Linked DNA regions of Gossypium hirsutum: all the other regions are linked to region 2. Evidence: chromatin contacts called from public Hi-C data. All regions are on one chromosome and are shown on one strand. The core of a region is the stretch at or near the end of the contact, and the rest is flanking DNA. Distances in the headings are between cores, read along the strand shown.

The links. Hi-C and Micro-C count contacts between places; a contact is called where the count stands out from the background.
Region 1: a contact with region 2 is called in a Hi-C map of leaf, with 1.7 times the contacts expected there. The contact joins the promoter of LOC107918301 here to the enhancer-like site in region 2. A contact is called at or near these places in 2 of 34 Hi-C or Micro-C datasets (both in leaf).
Region 3: a Hi-C map of leaf shows a contact between it and region 2, with 2.0 times the contacts expected there. The contact joins the promoter of LOC107910625 here to the enhancer-like site in region 2. A contact is called at or near these places in 2 of 34 Hi-C or Micro-C datasets (hypocotyl and leaf).

Annotation. Positions count from the first base shown.
Region 1 is chrD08:47,140,727-47,143,426 of Gossypium_hirsutum_v2.1, forward strand. It overlaps LOC107918301 (Golgi apparatus membrane protein-like protein ECHIDNA), which reads right to left and starts at 1,432. Exons shown (of 6, transcript XM_016847831.2): 1 at 1,314-1,432; 2 at 1,132-1,188; 3 at 842-1,045; 4 at 693-752; 5 at 445-571. The coding sequence starts at 1,328.
Region 2 is chrD08:47,636,078-47,638,777 of Gossypium_hirsutum_v2.1, forward strand. It overlaps the pseudogene LOC107910587. Among protein-coding and RNA genes, the nearest start is that of LOC121220348, 10 kb to the right of the region's middle. Within about 2 kb of position 1,339, at least 6 of the 9 cell types and tissues checked have an H3K27ac peak or open chromatin away from gene starts, as enhancers often do. A contact at or near this core is called in hypocotyl and leaf, where this site is marked.
Region 3 is chrD08:47,276,054-47,278,928 of Gossypium_hirsutum_v2.1, forward strand. LOC107910625 (GDSL esterase/lipase At3g62280) reads left to right here and starts at 1,518. Exons shown (of 5, transcript XM_016838537.2): 1 at 1,518-2,203; 2 at 2,358-2,543; 3 at 2,656-2,819. The coding sequence starts at 1,960.

The DNA of each region.
Region 1 (2,700 bases), core at 182-2,681, 500 kb before region 2:
CCTCTCCTTGGTTTGTAATGATCAAACCAAAAAAAAAAAAAAAAAAAGCCTTAGCTCAACCTAGTCTCTATGTGTATGAGCCAGTGAGAGCAAATTAATAACCTTAACCTCTACCCTACATACTCTTGGTCTCTTGGACTGGCAAAGCTGGGCAGACCCATTCATGCACTCAGGGCTGTTAGACAGCTAGAGATAACTATAGTTTATAATGGTTTGCATTCAAACAATAACACAAATTGTTGGATGGCATGTTGTAGCTTATTTCATTAACAAAAAACTTTGACTAGATATGCTTCAAGAGCCTTGCAAAATCCACCTAAACCAAGCTAATGACATGGACTGCCATGGTGTGTGATCTAAATATATCACCCTTTAGCTTTTTTTTCGACACGATTTATCGTCCTACAAGAATTACTATAAATCTGAAACGGCGGAATCTCATACCTTTACGACATTTGGTGAATCCGATGATATTGGCAATGGCAAGGCTCAAACAAACTCCCACAACTAGGAGATAATCAACTTCAAGTCTAACCAATGAAAATATCCCAAAGATGGTCCAAGCAACTGCCTGAATAGAAAAAAAAGGACGAGAAAGTAAGAAATGTTAAAACTTGAAAGCATATCAGAGTGAAAGCATTGCAAATTCATCAGCAAGTGACTTCCAATCCATTGTCGCAATAATTACTTACATTAAGATACAATGTCCACCAAAATAACCAAGAATCCTTTTGGTTAATACGAGCTAAGGACTGCATAGAGGGGGGGGGGTTAAAAACAATGTCAAACAATGGAATTTGCAAATGAAGAGATCGGGGTAACCAAAATGTAAAGGACAAACCTCGTGGTCAAGGCACTCAAATCTCCATATGCTCTCACCTTGCTCATTTATTTCATTCCACCACCTAAGCCCCACCAAGATACGGCCGCTAACATTCTTGACCACCCAAAAATCAAGTGCAGCAAGCACGACGGTGATCACAAAGATGATAACAAAACTATCCGCAAACAGCGTTGAAAGCATGTAAAATGCCAAAGCCGAGGCCTGTCCGAAAAGACACTATACATCAACCAGGGGGAAATGAAATCATGCAATTCTCGAAACCAGCACAAAATTATCACAGCAATCACCTTGAAGAGGACGTGAAAGAAGCATGTTTTGGGATTGGCATAGTTTTCTTCTACGGGCTGTCATGTAATAGATGAAAAACATATACGTAAATAACAAGAAACCCGAATCTAAAATGTTATGATCTGAGAAATTAGATGGCATGAAAGTCTTTTTAAGTTTGGGTTTAGGGGGGGAATTTTACCTGGCTTAGATCCATGAATGAGATGAATATTCAAATGTAAACTGTAATAGTCCTTTTCTTTTGTATGGATTATAGACAAATTCAGAGATTTTGATAGAACAAGTTTGTAGGGAAGGGGGGTGGGTCTGTGCTTTGGCTCATTTCGCTCCTATAAAATTTCCCTCGTTCTCGCACGAAACGTTGTTTATTTTTCAACAAAGTGGACCTTTGGGAGAGGGGGGGGGGGCACGGGGGTTTGAGACAGTCACTTTGTTCATTGGACTGAGTCGAGTAGCGATTTAGATAGCGCGAAATTGGTTCTGAATTGGGTCTAACTTTTTGGCACCAGATAAATGCAGGCCTGCCTATGTCCGTAAGGATGGGGCTTTTACTAATCAGCTTTGCATTAAATTATACAGAGTTCAGTTCAGGTATAAATCGAATCATAATCATAACAGTCTAACTTATAATTTGGGGCTTATTTTTCTTTTGTCAAATAACTTAATTATTTAGTGGAGGAGATCTTTGGTTTAATAATAATTTGGGTTTAATTATTTGTGAGTTTGGTCCTATTTATGCTATTGAGTTTGTCATATTGACATTTCGGTCCATATTTATTTCGTTGAATTGACAGTTGAGTTTTATAATTGAATTTGAGTGCAATTATTTGTAAATATTTGTATGATATGACTAGTGTAATTGGTGCACTTCAATTATTTGCACCAATTTTTATAAGCAGCGTTTTAAAAGTCACCTAGTAATTGAGATTGAGTGTATTTATTTATAATTACACATGTGCGGCATGTTTGAGTAATCATTATAATTAGTGGATCTCACAAAATTAAGTGTAATTGGAGCACCCTAATTACATTATACAATTCTTAGGAGTAGGTTGGTATGGTGAGTGATAATGTGCCCAATTGACATATTTATGGTGCTTAATTTTGATAAATTCTTAAATGAGGTGCTACTAATTTTGGGTTTATTATTTAATTTTTGATTAGGTGCAAAAACAAACCAAAAAATTCAATTGGGTTGTTGTAAAAGTTTTGGATAAAAAAAATTGATAGATAATGATCTATTTTGAAAACTTTTATCTTGAGATTTATTTGTAAAAAACATCTAATTTTTCATTAGAACAATATTTTGATTTTTTAGTATTTTATCTTTAGAATAATTTTTTGATTTTTTAGTATTTTATTTTTTTATCTTTAATATTAGATTAAATTAAAGAATTCAAATAGGATTAAGTACATATATGTGCATCGGAGGGTGCGCCCCTGTGCTTGGAATTTCCATTTGAACTGAAGTTTCAGTTCCTTTCTTTTTCATTTTTGTTCTTTATTCTTGTCCGCGCCATATTGTGTCAAGTCCCTTTCAATTTCTTTTTTTCCCTTTATTTTTAATT
Region 2 (2,700 bases), core at 89-2,588:
AATGAAATGATAACCTCTAGAATCTCTAGCCAAAAGAATATAAGTTATAAATTAAGCTTATCTGAAGAATAATATCACAAGCGATTTTCTAAGAGCTGTGGAAGAGTTAGTTTCCCAGAGTTATTTGTGTCCAGCTTGCTGAACTGATCACATATCTGCAATATATCTTTCTCCCCAATCTTCCCCATCTCTTTCAGCTTGTAAATGACATACTCCGATTTACTGCAACCACAATTTTCAAGAAAAAATAGAGATTAATTGTCATATATTCATAGAAAAATAGCTAAAAAGGATTGAAACCCAACCTGATGAAGCCATCGTTATTGATGTCAGCAGCTAGTAAATCCTGAATAGTGATATCTCTATGCAACACCCACTTGGCAATCCTCCTATGCCGCTTATCAACCCTAGCTTCAGCCAAATACAAAAAGGCTCTAGCCACAGCCAGCGTTGAAATCAATAGCCAAACACCCGCAAACAACCTTCCAGGCAGGGTCTTAAATGCCCTATCCCGTACCCAACCGTAGTAACAGACATAACCGACAAGTAAACCGAGTCGATCCAGTCCAAGTTCTCCAAGAAATACAACATCAAGGTTCCAATTCCAACGCACAGCACCACGACCCCAAGTGCTAACCCAACTTTAAGCCTTATCCTCATCCTTCCTTTATCTACATCAACGATGTAGTTCCTAGCTGAAAACCCTTGTTGCGATTTCTTGATGTGGATACCAGTCAAAATCATGTTCTCTTGCAATTCCAGGACATAACTTACAACCCCACTCAACAATATGTCTATGAAACCAAAACCAACCAACACAAAAACACAAGCGAAGATCTTGGTAGCTGGGGTTAAAGGGGTTATATCACCGTAGCCGATGGTACACATGGTGACTATACAGAAGTAAAGAGCATCAACAACTGGGTGAGTCTCGATACCCGAGAATTCATCTCTGTTGAAAGAGTAAATAGCCACACCGAGCAACAAGTAAAGGGATAGCAAGAAAAAAGCTTGCCTGATAATGGTGCTGGATTCGGATTTTGGTTTAGGCAGTTGGGGTGTTTTAGGCTTCCGGTCACGCATGACAGCCATGGCTGGAGCCGTTTTACATCGATGGAGAGAACCATGCTTCTTTGAAGGGGGTTGAATTTGTGAGTTGTCTTGGATTTCTGATGGTGTGCCATGATGGTCGTCTTCAACAGTGGGTCGAAGTTGAGGTTTTGATTGGAGGGAGAGAAAAGGCTCATTTTCCATCTCAGAGACAGTGGTCTGAGATTGTGGGGGTGGTTGAGGGACAGTTGATTTCTAAGTGCTGTGGGGTAGTTTTGTTTGAAGGTCGTCCAATCTTTTAGCTTAATGGGACCAATGTTTGCCATTTGTGACGATTAGGTTGAACAAGCATGAACCAGCATGTTCCTTCTCTTTCCAACCAATCATTGCATGCCCATAGCTACTGCTGCTTAAAAAAAATATTACTTTTATACCAACAAAATTACTTTACTACTAATCATATAAACTATGCACGTCCCCTATAATTAGGATCATCATTGTTCATACTAAAATAATTGGTTACCTCACATCAGTTGATTTGTTTTTTATTCCGATTGGTTATTTTTTAATTTAAATATTAATATTTAGATTCAATGATATTGAAGTTTTGAAAATCGAAATTTTAAGATTTGAGTTACTTTCATATAAATTATATATAAGTTATTTGGGAAATGTTTTGATCCAGCATGAATAGTTGCCACGAAGCACTTCAGTTTGATTACGACTTCAACACAGGCCATGTGTTTCAAGTTGCAGTTGTGCTTCATTCCTACTAGAAGCTTGCTTAGCTCAATGTCATTTTGAACGTAGAGGTTGACTAGGACTTCGTGCTTCTAATTTGCTGCTAAAAAAATAAGAGCTTCCCATAGGATATGAAGTTTACAGAACCTCCTGTGGATGCACCCCATGGTATTGTAGAATGGCTCCATATAATTAGGTTAACCTGCACTATCTGTAACAAAGATGGCATTTCAAGCAATGGAGATGCTGTGCTGACCTGATTACTGATGCCTATATTCCTCTCTTGCATTACCATAGCTTGTAGGAGTTGGTTATCTAGAAAAGCTTGGATGTATAGTTTACTCATGATTTAGTCACTAATAATATAGTTTATTTTAATCCTATTATTTAAAACAAAATTAATGCATGTATGTACCAAAAAAGCCGACTCACATATAGAATAATAATCCATAATATATCATAAACGCAACTTCCATTGGGCAAACTTCTTCCAAATTGAACTTCAAAGCCATTAATAAAGTTTGGTGTAGTATTTAAATGTAATTTTTTTATTCTACAAACAACTTTCAAAAATTGTTGTGTTTTTTTAATATTTTATTATGCACCTATAAAACATTTGCCTATCTCTGATATTACTTATGAAGTCTAAAAACTCTACTAATAGTGTATCAAATATTATTCTTATAAAAATATGTTGTGTTACGAAATACAAAGGTTAATGTAATTAAAACCTTGATGATATGCATTTTCTAATTTATACTAATTTTTTATTTCTCTTAAAATTTTTAAGATCCATTAAACCAAATACTCTTAAACTATTACCTAAATTTTAAATTAGTCTCTAAATTTCAAGATGCTCTAATTAAACTTTCAAAATATCAATATTATAACAACCAATACATTACATTA
Region 3 (2,875 bases), core at 268-2,767, 360 kb before region 2:
AAAATGTATATATATTAATAAAGGAAATATTCAATGTTTGGGATGTTGAGAAATTGTGCCCTAACGTATTGGGTTGCGGTTTCGTCATAAATCTTAAACAATTGGATATTCTTTTAAATTTTATCACACAAATCTTTTGGACAAACTCATCCTGAAAAATAAAATATCGTGCCTTAACGTATTGGGTGTGATGTTTTCTGTTTCAAAATGAGGAGTCTTAATAAATAATTTAATTTAATTAAGGATCACATTTTTTTAACTCTCGACTTTAAGACATTAATTAATCAATTTGGTATCAATTTTTGAGCGTTACGAGGGTACTAATCCTTCCTCGTACGTAACTGACTCCCGAATCTGTTTTTCTGAAATTTGTAGACCAAAGTCGTTTTTTAAGTGATCCAATCACACCTTAATAAAAGATTAGTGGCGACTCCTAATTTTTATTGACACCTAATTTTTTGTTTTTTCCAAAATAAAAATGGTTTCGACACACACTATGAGGAAGATATTGAACAAAAAATTGTCACCCTATTATGTGGAAGCTGAGGTGGGAAAGGTTGCTTACAGACTGTCTTTAGTGAGGGATCTCGAATTCATCCTACATTTCATATGTCCCAACTTAAGAAGCACACTGGCAAGGCTCCCAGTCACCCTAGTTTGCCGTTCGTAGGGACTAATGGGGCCCTTCTCAAGGTACCGGTTCGCGTCATAGAGAGGTATAAAAGGGAACCATACTGCTACAAGGATCTGGTTAAAGGGGGGAGTAATTGTTATGGAAGAAAATACCAGCGGTCAAGCCAGTTTTGAATTTTTGTTATTGTTTGTTTAGTTGTATTGTAAATGCAACCTTTTGCTTCAAGAAACTTTAATGAAATGGTGGGTTTTGAGGCAACTGTTAGTTAGCAACTTGCCAATTTGTTTCAGGAGTTGTTACCCTTCCTCTTAAGCACCATTCATGGGAGGAAGGCAGTTATGTATTTTCAGAATCTGTTTTGTTCATCTCTCATCTCTCTTGATTTTCTTTTCTTCTTTTCTCTTCTCCGATGATATTTTTTTGTTCAAATTTTCTCCTATTAGAATTCTGAACATCCGAGACAGATGCCACTATAGAACCGACGAACATAATCAGGAGTTTACTTTTGCAACTGTAGAAATGAGAAGAATAGCAAGCAGTTTAATTTTGCAATGGCAGCCATGTTTGTCTTGTGTTTGAAGAACAAGAACATTGGGCAGAACCTCGCGCTTAACTTTTCATCATATAGAGTTTTATATAAACGGGCTACTAACCTATATCAAGAAAGAAAAAAAAACCCAAAAGGAGAGAGTGTTGGGGCTGACGATGAACCCATGTTTTGAATCAAGTGGATGGCTAGATATATCCAAATCTAGACTACCAAATAAACTAGACGGCCCAAGATTTAGTCCTTGTTTTTCGAGGAAATTCAGGTTTTGTCTATGCCTAACAGTAATAGGACCAAGAAAATTGTGCTATTTGGTTACCTTCAAGTTGAAAACTTTGCGGTTGAAAGCTGCAATACTGGGCATTGCCTCAAAATCATGTAAATGCTAGCGCGCTTGACAAGCATGGCTGCCTTCTTCAACCTTTCAATCATGCTACAAAAACATTTGATGCATTGATACCACTTTTGTCTTATGTATGGGAATGTATGGTGTTGATAAACTGTTTTTGCTTCACAGGTTTTCAGAGTCCATTAAGGTTGAGAGTGGGCTAAATACATAAGAGTTTGTTCAATTCTTTCCATGTGAAGTGAATCACATGGGAACCGTTGGATAGAAACCATTTCTTTATTAAACAATTTCCATTTGCAAATTTATTTGACTTTCTGAACTCATGGATCGATTTACACAATCCAGACAGGAAGTCAATGCCTGCCAAATGTAGTCTTTTTATAGTGAATCTACCATCTGCTCTCAAAATCAAAAAACCCCCCTTAAGAAATGGATAATGGAGGGTTCTCTAAGGATTTGATATTGCTTCTTTGGATTTGGGTTTTCCTTGCTATGATTGATGTTTCAAAGTGCAGCCTTGGTAGACCACTTATTATCAATTTCGGTGATTCAAATTCGGATACCGGAGGACTAGCCGGCACCGGACTTCCCATCGGCCTTCCTCACGGCATCACTTTTTTCCATAGAGGCACTGGACGATTAGGGGATGGACGTCTCATTATTGACTTCTTCTGTAAGTCCAATTTCTCCTCAACCATTCTTAATACCTTATTTTCTTCAAAGAAATTGATTTGGTAGGCGATGGAAGTTAGGAGACAATAAGCTATATGTTGCATGCATTAATTTGAGCCTTTTGATAATCCAAGTTTGTGGCTCTATGTTGGTAGGTGAACACTTGAACTTGAGTTATTTGAGCCCATATTTAGACTCATTGGCTCCAAACTTCCCTAGTGGAGTGAACTTTGCTGTATCTGGTGCAATGACCCTGCCGCAGTTTGTCCCCTTTGTTCTTGATGTTCAAGTTCGCCAATTCATTCGCTTTAAAAACAGATCAATTGAACTCCAAAAAACAGGTAACGTGCGCTTGAAAACTGCTTTTAAAAGATACTTAGTGGTCGGATTCCTGGTTTGGCGACAAAAGATCAATCGTCCTCAAAACACATTTTGCTTTATATATATACTCAGGTACAGGAAGTTTCATAGATGAAAAGGGGTTCCGCAGCGCTGTATACATGATCGACATTGGACAAAATGATCTGTTAATGGCATTGTATGCATCAAACTTGACATATGAACCAGTAGCCAAACAGATCCCTTCTTTTCTTGCAGAAATCAAATTAGCTATTCAAGTGAGTCCATCTCATTTCATTAAACTTAATTCGGGTTAGTGTCGGATTCATGGTTT